Regions from separate parts of the Ovis aries genome. Here region 1 is linked to region 2. Evidence: chromatin contacts called from public Hi-C data. All regions are on one chromosome and are shown on one strand. Each heading gives the region's core, a stretch centred on a gene start, on an enhancer-like site or on the middle of the called end of the contact. The rest is flanking DNA. Distances are from core to core; before and after follow the strand shown. Region 1 overlaps B3GNTL1 (UDP-GlcNAc:betaGal beta-1,3-N-acetylglucosaminyltransferase like 1). Region 2 has its middle 37 kb from the start of PSMD12.

The links. Hi-C and Micro-C count contacts between places; a contact is called where the count stands out from the background.
Region 1: a Hi-C map of liver shows a contact between it and region 2, with 7 times the contacts expected there. The contact joins two enhancer-like sites. A contact is called at or near these places in 15 of 16 Hi-C or Micro-C datasets (blood, hypothalamus, liver and 7 more).

The regions. Positions count from the first base shown.
Region 1 is chr11:49,420,370-49,426,528 of ARS-UI_Ramb_v3.0, forward strand. The region is part of intron 6 of B3GNTL1 (UDP-GlcNAc:betaGal beta-1,3-N-acetylglucosaminyltransferase like 1); the gene reads left to right. Among named protein-coding and RNA genes, the nearest start is that of B3GNTL1, 70 kb to the left of the region's middle. Within about 2 kb of position 2,527, at least 17 of the 54 cell types and tissues checked have an H3K27ac peak or open chromatin away from gene starts, as enhancers often do. A contact at or near this core is called in liver, where this site is marked.
Region 2 is chr11:49,224,755-49,230,266 of ARS-UI_Ramb_v3.0, forward strand. No RefSeq gene overlaps it. Among named protein-coding and RNA genes, the nearest start is that of PSMD12, 37 kb to the left of the region's middle. Within about 2 kb of position 2,372, at least 18 of the 54 cell types and tissues checked have an H3K27ac peak or open chromatin away from gene starts, as enhancers often do. A contact at or near this core is called in liver, where this site is marked.

The DNA.
Region 1 (6,159 bases), core at 1,277-3,776, 200 kb after region 2:
CCACCTCCCCTCACCTGTGTGCTCACCTCCCCTCACCGTGCCCACCTCCCCTCACCTGTGTGCCCACCTCCCCCACCTAGGTGCTCACCTCCCCTCACCTGTGTGCCCACCTCCCCTCACCTGTGTGCCCACCTCCCCCACCTAGGTGCTCACCTCCCCTCACCTGTGTGCCCACCTCCCCCACCTAGGTGCCCACCTCCCCTCACCTGTGTGCCCACCTCCCCCACCTAGGTGCCCACCTCCCCTCACCTGTGTGCCCACCTCCCCTCACCTGTGTGCTCACCTCCCCCTCACCTGTGTGCCCACCTCCCCTCACCTGTGTGCCCACCTCCCCTCACCTGTGTGCTCACCTCCCCTCACCTGTGTGCCCACCTCCCCTCACCTGTGTGCCCACCTCCCCCACCTAGGTGCTCACCTCCCCTCACCTAGGTGCTCACCTCCCCCTCACCTGTGTGCCCACCTCCCCTCACCTGTGTGCCCACCTCCCCTCACCTGTGTGCCCACCTCCCCCACCTAGGTGCTCACCTCCCCTCACCTAGGTGCTCACCTCCCCCTCACCTGTGTGCCCACCTCCCCTCACCTGTGTGCCCACCTCCCCTCACCTGTGTGCCCACCTCCCCTCACCTGTGTGCCCACCTCCCCCACCTAGGTGCTCACCTCCCCTCACCTAGGTGCTCACCTCCCCCTCACCTGTGTGCCCACCTCCCCTCACCTGTGTGCCCACCTCCCCTCACCTGTGTGCTCACCTCCCCCACCTAGGTGCTCACCTCCCCTCACCTGTGTGCCCACCTCCCCCACCTAGGTGCTCACCTCCCCTCACCTGTGTGCTCACCTCCCCTCACCTGTGTGCTCACCTCCCCCTTAACCTGTGTGCTCACCTCCCCTCACCTAGGTGCTCACCTCCCCCTTACCTGTGTGCTCACCTCCCCTCACCTAGGTGCTCATCTCCCCCTTAACCTGTGTGCTCACCTCCCCTCACCTGTGTGCTCACCTCCCCTCACCTAGATGCTCACCTCCCACACACCTGTGTGCTCACCTCCCCCTTAACCTGTGTGCTCACCTCCCCCTTACCTGTGTGCTCACCTCCCCCTCACCTGTGTGCTCATCTCCCCCTTAACCTGTGTGCTCACCTCCCCCTTAACCTGTGTGCTCACCTCCCCCTTAACCTGTGTGCTCACCTCCCGCTCACCTGTGTGCTCACCTCCCCTCACCTGTGTGCTCACCTCCCCCTCACCTGTGTGCTCACCTCCCCTCACCTGTGTGCTCACCTCCCCTCACCTGTGTGCTCACCTCCCGCTCACCTGTGTGCTCACCTCCCGCTCACCTGTGTGCTCACCTCCCCCTTAACCTGTGTGCTCACCTCCCGCTCACCTGTGTGCTTACATCCCGCTCACCTGTGTGTGTTCCTTCGTTGTCCTAATGAACTAAGAGGCTGTTATATTTCTCTTCAGCTGGGACCGTCCCCACCTGCATGCATGACCTGTGTTCACAGCAGGACACCTGCAGTGGCCTCGTGACCAGAAGTCCCTCCCCCGCCAGGGTCCTTCTGCCCCTTGAAAACTTGCCTTTTCTCGCCCAGACATGAGCCAGAGGAGTTCACTGGTCCTCTGGGAACCACGGCCACCGCTGCTGCTTTTGTGTAGCAGGGGTTGCTGTTTGGCTCCACTGTGGAGAGGTTTGATCCTCTGGTTGGTTGTGAATCTGCCGTGTTTGGGAACAGACTGTGACTCATACTTGGGTGTCAGAGCAGGGGTGCTGTTTGGCCCTGACTTCCAGCTGCCATCTTCACTTCAGGCGCCACTTGAGTTCAGGAGCTTCCAGTGTCTGCTTGCCGAGTGAACGTCATCCTCGAAGGTCCAAGAAAATCATTGCAATGTGTCCTGAGGTTGCAGGCAAGACCTGTTGTCTCAAACAGGTCTCATCCCGCAGAGGGTGCTGGCCTCATCTGTTCACATAACAGCTTCTGGTCATCTAAGGAAAAACTCTTCTTTCACATACTCACCCCTCCTCAAGTAAAGAGAGCTCTTCCCTGAAGACAAACTTTATGATCCAGGAGGAGGGATGCAATCCCTGGAGAAATACTAAGTAGAGGTGAGGTGAAGAATGTACTTGTAAAAATATCACTGAAAACCAACTAAATGACTTCCCACGTGCTGGAGACAAAGGCCACTCGCTGGGACTCCTGGACAGAGGGCGGTGGGTGGGCCAGGGCCCTCCTTGTGGGTGAGGAGGGCAGAGAGGGTCTAGCCACCTGGCACAGGGGGTGGGAGAACTGAAGGCAGAGCTAGCCACATCTCTTCCTTGGGGGCACGGAGGGATGGAGGCAGGAGAGGGTGGGAGGGGACTGCTTCCCTTCAACCTGTGAGAAGCAGCCAAGACGCAGCTCCACACCCCGCCGGGTGTGCAGCCTCACTGGGCGCCTCATGGGGCGCCTCTGAGCAGTTTGCTGGCGAGGTGCGTTTGTGTTCCCAGGTGGTGTGTGGTCAGCCACGAGGTCTGCAGCTGCTGCTGCTGCCCGTGGGTCAGCTCCCTCCTCGCGGCCCGAGCGCCCTCTGCTGGGGCTTTTGCCCACACAGTGCACAGTCATCTGATAACAATTGCACTTCTGTCACTACGGAACATGGATAGGACAGTCCCAGGGGAAAGGAAAGACCACCACAGCTTGTGTGTGTGTGTGTGTATGTGTGTGTGTGTGTGTGTGTGTGTGTGAGTCATTTAATTGACTAAAGGGATGATCTGGATCAAGCCAGCCCCCGCCCGGGAGCAGGAAGGTGATGGACCAAGTCAAGCCCACCCTGGTACTGGCTAGAATGTGCTGGTGAAACTCCTGGTCCCATGAATATGTGATTTATTCTTAGCCTGGTCTCCTCGTTAAGAAGGACGCCATCTTGGGTGTCAGCTCTGTGTTGAGTGGCTGTCCATGTGCAATTTATTGGAGGTAAAGAATGAAGATAAACTGCTCATTGGAGCCAGATGTAGGCTGGTCTGGAGAATGACAGCAGGCAGGGACCCTTGAAGCAAACAGGGAGATTGTCCTCATAGTTCCTTTGCTATAGCTCCCCGGGGGGCTCAGATCCAGTGGAAAGCCAGCGTATTCTCAGGTGTGTCCAAGGCTTCATGTGAGTTTTAAGGCACAGGCAGGACGCAACCCCTCAGCTGTGGGTGGCAGGAGGCTGCTAGTCTGAAATCATGGGTGGCTGTTGGAAGCGGGAGTGAAAGAAAGCTTGAAAGAAACCATCATGACGAGCCAACTTCTCTTTGAATTTTGAAAATAATTGCCTTGCTCTGATGGGACCAAAAGAAGTGGCCACCGAACTTGTACTTTCTTCGCTCTTTTTTTTAATTTGTCCTGTTTTTATTGTTTTGTTCCCATTCTGCTTTCAGGCAGTGTAGGGTGGTGGCAGTGCCTGTGTCTGTCACAATTTCATGCCTTTTTGTCACTAAATAATATTCCATCATGTATCATATTTTGTGTGTCCATTCATCGTTTTGAGGGCCACTGGGTTATTTCCACCTTTTGGCTCTTGTGGCTAATGCTACTGTGAACGTTGCCTTACGTGTGTGTTTCAGTCCCTGTTCCTGATTCTCTGGGGTGTACACCCAGCAGTAGGATTGCAGGATCATTACATGTTTATCATTTTGAAGAATGGCAGCCGCAGTGTTTTATATTCCCAACAGCAATATAAGAGAGTTCCAGTGTCTCTACATCCTCGCCATTACTTACTGTTTTCTGGTTTCAGTTTTTGTTTGCATTTTTATATTAGCCATTTTCACAGGTATAGGGTGGTATTTCATGGTTCTGATTGGTAGTTCCCTAATGATCAGTGATGTTGAGCATCTCTTTTGTGTGTTTATTGGCCATTTGTGTATCTTCTTTGGGAGAACATGTGCTCAAGTCCAAGTATGCAGGGTCCAGAGTGTTGGCGTCCCTTCTCCTAGCCCTGTTGTGCAAAACCCCACAAATTTCTTTTTTTCCAATAACTGACTCTTGGGGGTCATTATATTTTAGACTACTTGAATCAAATATGTGTCTCTTTAAAAGAAGAAATGTTTAATGATTTAGGGTAAAAAGTCAGGCATCTTCTGGACATTCATTTTAAGGAAGTTTTTTTTTTTTTTTAAATCTGGTTTCTCTTGTTTGTTTTTAATTCTACTTTTGATTTAAAAAAAATCCTTGGGAATTCATCATAAAATTGCTTAAGAATTGCACTTGATTTCCATGGGTCTTGATTGGAGAAGGAAGAGAGGAAGCCAAGAGCTAGGAGGCCGCCTGCTGGCCCTGCTGGAGCACCGATGGGCAATGGGTCTGAGTCCCCAGCACGGTGACCGTCTCCACACGGGGTGCCAGGACTGAGTCAGATGACCTTCAGCAGGACGACAGGCACAGCCAGGCCACAGTGGGGAGGTCCGCAGCCCTTTCCGTTGGAGCCGTGATTGGAGCCAAAATGCCCCCAGGTGTGGTTCAGGTCATTCAGGGTGAGATGTTTCCTGGAGGAGATGCCAGTTCACCAAAACGGGAGAAAGAGGTGAAAAGGTGAGAAAGAAAGAGATAAGAGGTGAGAGTGAGGAGCGGCAAGTGCAGCCCCGAGAAATGGCCAGCCCCTCCCCAACAACGCTCAGTAGGAGGCATGAAGGTCGAGAGGTGCCCCGGGAGTGGCAGGTGGGGACGGAGTCCTCTCACTTTGTTCTTTGTAGATCGAGAGAAACATTACGAAATGCTTTGGAAACTGTTCTGTCTTGTTCAAATAGGATTGGGGCAGGCGGGGGTTGATAAGACGGAGAAAGTAAGAAGCTTTAAGAAATGTCTGGGAAGGAGCAACCCCCCCAAAATTATAGGTGTTCTGCTCTCGGTGATTAAGTATAATCTGAAATGATTCCATGTAAATTGGGTGTTAAGGAATTCTCCATGTTGGGTTGGGGTGGGGGGTGGGGGCTGACCTGCAAAGCCCGCTGGGGATGGAAGCTTTGTGGCACATTCAGAAAAAAGCTTTCCTCCTTCCCTCCCCCAGGGGGAGGTTGAAATGTGAATTTGGAGATCAAAGCACAGAGCCGAGAAGATCCTCAGCGCTGAGGAGTCCTAGAGGGGGAGTCCAGACGCAGCTCGTTGCCCTTCCCCTCCCTCTCTTTTTTCACTCTCCTCTCACTTTCATCAAGAGGCTCTTGGGTGCCCCCATCTCTGCCAGCAGCACCCCTGGAACAAACGTGTCTCTCCACCCTCCCTCCACCACTCCTGATCCTTGCTCACCTCCTGGGCACCCACCGTCCTCACCTGCCTAGGATGCACAGGCGTGAATGACTTGGGTTGGGTTCCGCAAAGCCGAGCTTGAGACCGTAGAGACGTAGAGACACGGCAGGGGAGAAGCCAGCCCGAGGCCGCCCCTGCCGGGCCCGCGGGGGTGCTGGACCATGAGCTCACACCCAGCTTGAGGGGTGGCACTTCTGTGCCCCCCACATCGGAGGTCCCCCAGCTTTGCCACCCCCAGGGACACAGAGTACCCTTGGCATTTCTGGAGGACAAGTTCATGTTCCTCTAAAGGGCAGTTCCCCCAAGGGGCAAGCTTGAGCTTAATGTCATGAAAAGGATAATTCTTCCCTGTCGTTGCCCATTAAAAGGAGTTAGTTTAACAATTTCCTCAAATAATGACAGACGGGCTTTTCCTGACATTGTCCTTTTTATCATTATCACCAACCCAGTGCTGGGTGGCTGGCAGCCAGCAGGGCCACACGGGAGCCAGGGCAGAGCCAGCCTCAGGCTGCACAGTGCCCTTGGCCCCTGTTCCAGGGAGACCAGGGGTGGGGGTCCACCTGGTCAGCGCTCCCTCCACTGACACAGGATCCCTGGCGTCGGCTTTGTGAAGGAGCCGTTTCAGGTGCTGGGCTGTGAGCATGTCAAGGCCACCCAAGAATATGGTTGACACGTGAGCCGTAAGGCTAAGGAGGGGTGGCCGTCAGGGTAGCATGTAACTTCCTGGTGGTGCCAGTCGGTGTCATGTGGCGACAGCCCCAGGTCTGGGGGCAGCCGAGGCCTGCTGAGGGCCCAGCCGGCACAAGTAAGGTCCTCACGGGCAGAGCTGGGAGTGGCCGGAGGTGTGGCAGCGCTGCTGGCCCCTTGCCCAGACTTTCCTTCCTCTCGGCCCCGTGGGAAGCTGGCGTCTGGGG
Region 2 (5,512 bases), core at 1,122-3,621:
CCTCAACCTCCACTTGGGGGGTCCCTCCACAGGGACATTGTGTGTTGGGGGAGACAGAGCAAACTCAGGCCTGGTTCCCTGGCACCTCTTCTCCTCCAGGCCTCATCCTGGGCCTGCTGAGTCCTGTCCCAGCCAAGAATCCCCCACCCTTGAAGCTATCCGAGTTCCTGTTAGTAAGTTGCATTTGCATCCTCACCTGGCCAAGGGCTGTAACTCTTCACTCTGGCTTTGTTATACTGAGTTGAAGTCGGTTTCTTCCCACATTTGCCAGAGTCTTGAATAAAGTCTCTTGCACTTTCTAACAAGTGTCCAGTGAATAATTTGTCCTTAACAAGGGTTGCGAGAGGGCAACCGTGAGTGTCTAGTGGGGGCCTGGCGGGAGTGAGAGTCGTGTTCACAGTTGTGTATATTCCCTTGTGTAGCCAAAGAAGTGGTGGGACAGGTGAGGGTTAGCCTCAAGGCATGAACCCCAAAGTTGGGCACCATATTGGAACACTGGGGGATGCCAGAAGTGGCACTAGTTGAATAGGCACTACTGGAAGAGCAAGAGGCCTGCTTGGACAGGAGGAGCAGCATCTCAGACAGGGTAGCTGGTGGGGTGACACTGGGGTCCCTTGGGTAGCACCACCGACTCCAGTTCCCAGAGGGGCTGCAGGAGGACAGCGTTCACAGCCTGTCTCCCCTCTGCCCCTCCCTTCTTCCTGGTTCTTCCCTTTCACTCTCATAACAGGGAAACCATGTTTTGCATCCTTTGCCAGGATCATTTGGAGTCAGGTGCCTGACTTTAACAGAGAAGGCAATGGCACCCCACTCCAGTACTCTTGCCTGGAAAATCCCATGGATGGAGGAGCCTGGTGGGCTGCAGTCCATGGGGTCGCGAAGAGTCGGACACAACTGAGCGACTTCATTTTCACTTTTTGCTTTCATGCATGGAGAAGGAAATGGCAACCCACTCCAGTGCTCTTGCCTGGAGAATCCCAGGGATGGGGGAGCCTGGTGGGCTGCCGTCTATGGGGTCAACAGAGTTGGACACAACTGAAGCTACTTAGCAGCAGTAGCAGCAGCAGCCTGACTTTAAAGGTGATGCAGGAAACGTGCTTCGTGTCACTCAGAAAGTCACCAACACATGCTCCTTCCCAGTGATGAGGCCTCAAGTGTTTCCCCCTGGGTTTCTGGACCTTGTAGGCAAAGCTGGGTCTCCACCTGTCTGACCTCTGATGTATTTCTGAGGCCCAGAGACCCAGGGAGAGTGTGATGGTCTGAAGCATGTGTCTGGTTAACCCCTCGTTAACATGTCTGAAATGCAGTGTCTTAGAGCCGCCCGCACCAGCCATCACAGGCATCCACCTGGCCCACCTGGCTCTGACCTGCCTGTGCCTGGGGTGGGCTTTCCTCCTGGAGTCAGCTCTGGACATTGCTGGACGGATGGAGCACCCGGGCCTCATCCCTGTTCTCCTCCCCTGTCCAGCCCCTCCCCAGGGTGTGAAATCTGGTATTTTTCAACTCCAAGCAGCAATCCAGGTAAGGCAAAAAACCGTTCTCTGGAGCTGGGTAGAGAAACTAGATGGGTGAAGTAATGAGTTGAAATGGACTTGACTAAGTGCCAAGTTGTAGCTGAGTGTCCTGGAGACTGGAGATCTGGTTCAATTAAGCTTTAATGTATTTTTTGAGGTGAACTGTTAACACTGTTGTATTTAGTTAAGAGTCAGCTTTTACAAAGAATGACACCAGGCTCCTGAATAACAAAGGAGCAAGACCCGGGAACGCCCCCAGTGTGAGTGTGTTGGGGGCGGGGGGCAGGGCGGGGCTGCTGTCACCTGGGTGTGGAGGAGCTGTGGCTGAGCAGAGGCAGCGGGAATGCAGAAGCCCAGAGGCAGAGAGATTGTGCATCTTGGTGAAAAGGCAATGCGCTATCTGGAGTGGAGTTCGAGGTACACACTCAAGCCACACAAAACTTGCAGCAGTTTCCTCCAAATATTCTTTCGCACCCTCTGCCGCCTGTTCTCTGACTTGGGGTGTCCTGCCAAGGGTCACCTCTTGGACTAGAGATCAGGCCATGTCCTTGGAGCTCTGGATGCGTCCAGGAATCAGCTGACCCATTCCATAGGAGCCTATGTCCTTACCTGAACCCTGCTTTATCAAGGAGATGCCTCAGCTCTGAGGCCTGCAGAGGATTGGGGCAGGAGCAGGGTTGGGAGGTTTAGCCAGTTACCGTGGCTCAGCGTCCAGCCCTCCTGCGCTCGCCCATTTCCAAGAGGAAGTCTGGGAACGGAGCCCAGCTCCTGGCGCCAAAGCTTTGCTTCTGCCCTTCCTGACTTGAGAAATTGGGGGCCAGGTCCCTGGCCTTGCCAGCCTACACCCCTACTCACTGTCTTGAACCTGCTGGGGGGCTCCGGGAATCTGGGCCAATGCCCAGGGCTTGTGCCAGGCGCACACCAAGGCTCCTCGTGGCCAGCAGGTGGCGATGCAGGAGCGCTGGAAGGGCAGCGGGCTGGGCTTCCTCCCCGTGGAACCCCCCCCCCCCACTCCCTGCAGCCTTTGCTGCAGCCCCAGGTGGTTGCTGAGGCTCCTCTGCTGGCTAGGGAGTGTGCACTCAGGGTGAGTGGTCAGGCTGCAGTGCTGGGAGGGCTGGGTGAACCAACGCAGAGGCCAGAGCTCTGGGAAGCCCTCCACCTCGTCCCCGTGTTTTCTGCCCTCCCTGTTTGATGCTTCAGGGGTGGTTCCACTTAAGCAACCTGGGCAGCCCTTGATGCCTGTTTCGTGGGTGAGAGAGTAGAAGCTCAGGTCAGGGGCAGAACCCAGGGTGCACACATGGTGTCCCTGAACGGGCCGAGGCAGAAAGTCAGCATGTTCTTGCCACTTCTGTTCTAAGCCCTGGAGTCTCAGGTCAGCCTGGGGTCCTCAGTCTCCAGCCTGTCCATCAGGCCAAGGGTGTGTGCAGGGCTGGCAGGGTGGGTGTCTTTGAGCATGCAGGGGTGTGAGGTGTGGATGTGTTCCCTGTGAGTGAGTGTCTGGGTGTATCTCACAGTGTGTGTGTGTGTGTGTGTGTGTGTGTGTCTGTGTGTCTGTGTGTCTGTGTATCCGAGTGTGCAAGCAGTTCCTGGGTCCTGTAAGCTTCATCTCTTCCTCGGTCTAAGATACTTAGACAAGTTGTCTCACAAATGCATTGGCAAAATGGGTCCAAACCATTTCCTCTGCTCAAAGGGAGCACCCAGTGTCTGCAGGTGGAGATGTCCCCACCCTTCACATGACTTCACTCGACCCTGTCCCCGCTCACCCTGGAGGTGCCCCCGGGATGGTGACCATTCTAGGAAGGAGATGCTCAGTGAAACTCATCAACTCCCCGTTGCTTCTAGGAAACAGTAGTAACTCTCCTCATATTCAGCAAGTCCAAGTTGCCTCTGCTTGGAGGTCATGCGGCCAGGCTTCCTGGTGCCAGCGGGTGACTCAGCTCGAGAAGGCACCCCACCCACCCACAGCCCTCAGAGGCTGGCCACATCCCGCCTCCACAGGCCCAGCACGCGGGTTCTGTTCCCTGGCTGCGTCACCCAACCTCCTGGGGAACATCTCACCTCCCACTACCCTATCCTGGGGATACATGGGGTGTGTCTTAATCAATAGCTGATTAAGACAAGCTGGGCACTGGTAGCAGCTAACTAAAGGAGCTGAGCAACTTAAGAAGTAACAGCCATCAGACACGCCAATGGTTCTGGCAGGTCGAAGGATGAGAGAGGAGGGCTGGAGGGCTGCAGAGCCGGGACTTGGGGGCCATGGGGCCCGGCCAGCTGCTGGCCTCTCCTGGGATTTATAATGTCGGTTGGCACCCCTGCAAACCTGTGTGGGAGCAGGAATGCTGAGTCACAGGCCCTTGGTCAGCTTGTAGAGACATTTTAACACGTGCAACATGAAAGATCCTGCTAAGAGAGAGGACCCTGGGTGTGTGCATTTTGACAGAAAGAGGCTCAGTGGGGACAAAGGGCCATGAGTTGAAACCTGAGCGGGCCCACAGGTCCCACTAGTGTGCCTATAAAGTGAAAGTCTGGAGGTGCTCCCAAGAGTGCCCTATCTGTGCCCAGTTAGACTGCCCTGAATGTCCCCGTGGGCAACGAGCAGGTCCCCGGGCTTGAGTGCCCTGTGGACCTGCTGTGGGGCTGTCTTTCCAGACAGTGAAACTTACCTGCTCTCAGGGCAGGGCTGAGCCCCAACCTACCTGTTCTGATCATCCCAGGTGAGGGTCCAGAGCTCCTGCAGGCAGTGTGTGAGTGGTGTGTGAGGCCTTGCCCAGAGCACCCACCCTTGGTCCAGACCCTTGTCACTCAGATGTCCAGTTGCCCAGGCCCCTGCCCACACCCTCCCAGGAGGACTCTCAACAATGGTTCTTGGCTGCCTGTCCTGTGTTCCAGCTCAGCTTAGATGTGCTCCAACCAGGTGGCACAGAGCAGGCTGCTCTCCAGGGAATGCAGGAAGGGGTGTCTGAGCCCAGAGTATAAACCCTCCTCTGTATAGACGAGAAAACTGGTGTGGTGCTCTGCATTCCTCGGATTTAGGAAGCCTCCTGTGATCCTGGTTGCCCCAGTTGTCCCCTTCTGGCCTCTAGAAAGATCTCCCATACCCCCACTCCACCCCCTGCCCTTGTTGTTGTTTAGTCACTAAGTCGTGTCCTACTGTTTTGTGACCCCATGGACTGTAGCCTCGGAGAAGGCAATGGCACCCCACTCCAGTACTCTTGCCTGGAAAATCCCATGGGCGGAGGAGCCTGGTGGGCTGCAGTCCATGGGGTCGCGAAGAGTCAGGCACGACTGAGCAACTTCACTTTCACTTTTCACTTTCATGCATTGGAGAAGGAAATGGCAACCCACTCCAGTGTTCTTGCCTGGAGAATCCCAGGCATGGGGGAGCCTGGTGGGCTGCTGTCTGTGGGGTCGCACAGAGTCGGACACGACTGAAGCGACTTAGCAGCAGCAGCAGCTGGACTGTAGCCTGCCAGGCTCCTCTGTCCATGGGATTTCCTGGGCAAGAATATTTTAGAGTGGGTTGCCATTTCCTTCTCCAGGAGACCTTCCTGACCCAGGGATCGATGTCTCTGGGTCATCGATATCCGTTAGCAGGACAGGTCCACTAGCATTAGCAGGTGGATTCTTTACCACTGAACCACCAGGGAAGCCCCTCTGCCCTACTTCCAGCCAAAGTCCACTCAGGAGCCCCAAAGGGATGCTCAGCACCAATACCATCTCCATCAGACTAACAGAAGTCAGAAGTCGGTGCTGATGGCTTGGCCTCTCTTGCAGAAAGATGGGTGGGTGTACTGGTGAGAAGCGAACCCTCTGGTTTCCATTCAAAGCCGTTTGGTCCACATGAACTCAGCAGGAACTGGCTGCATTCTTGTTCACAGCACAGAGCGAGATGCCCCAGGGCGCTCTGCAGACTTCACCTCCAGAGAGTCCATCCCCCTGCCCTGGTAGCAGTTGAAGCCCCCACACCCAGGCTGCTCTGGCTTTGAGGGTCCCTGGTA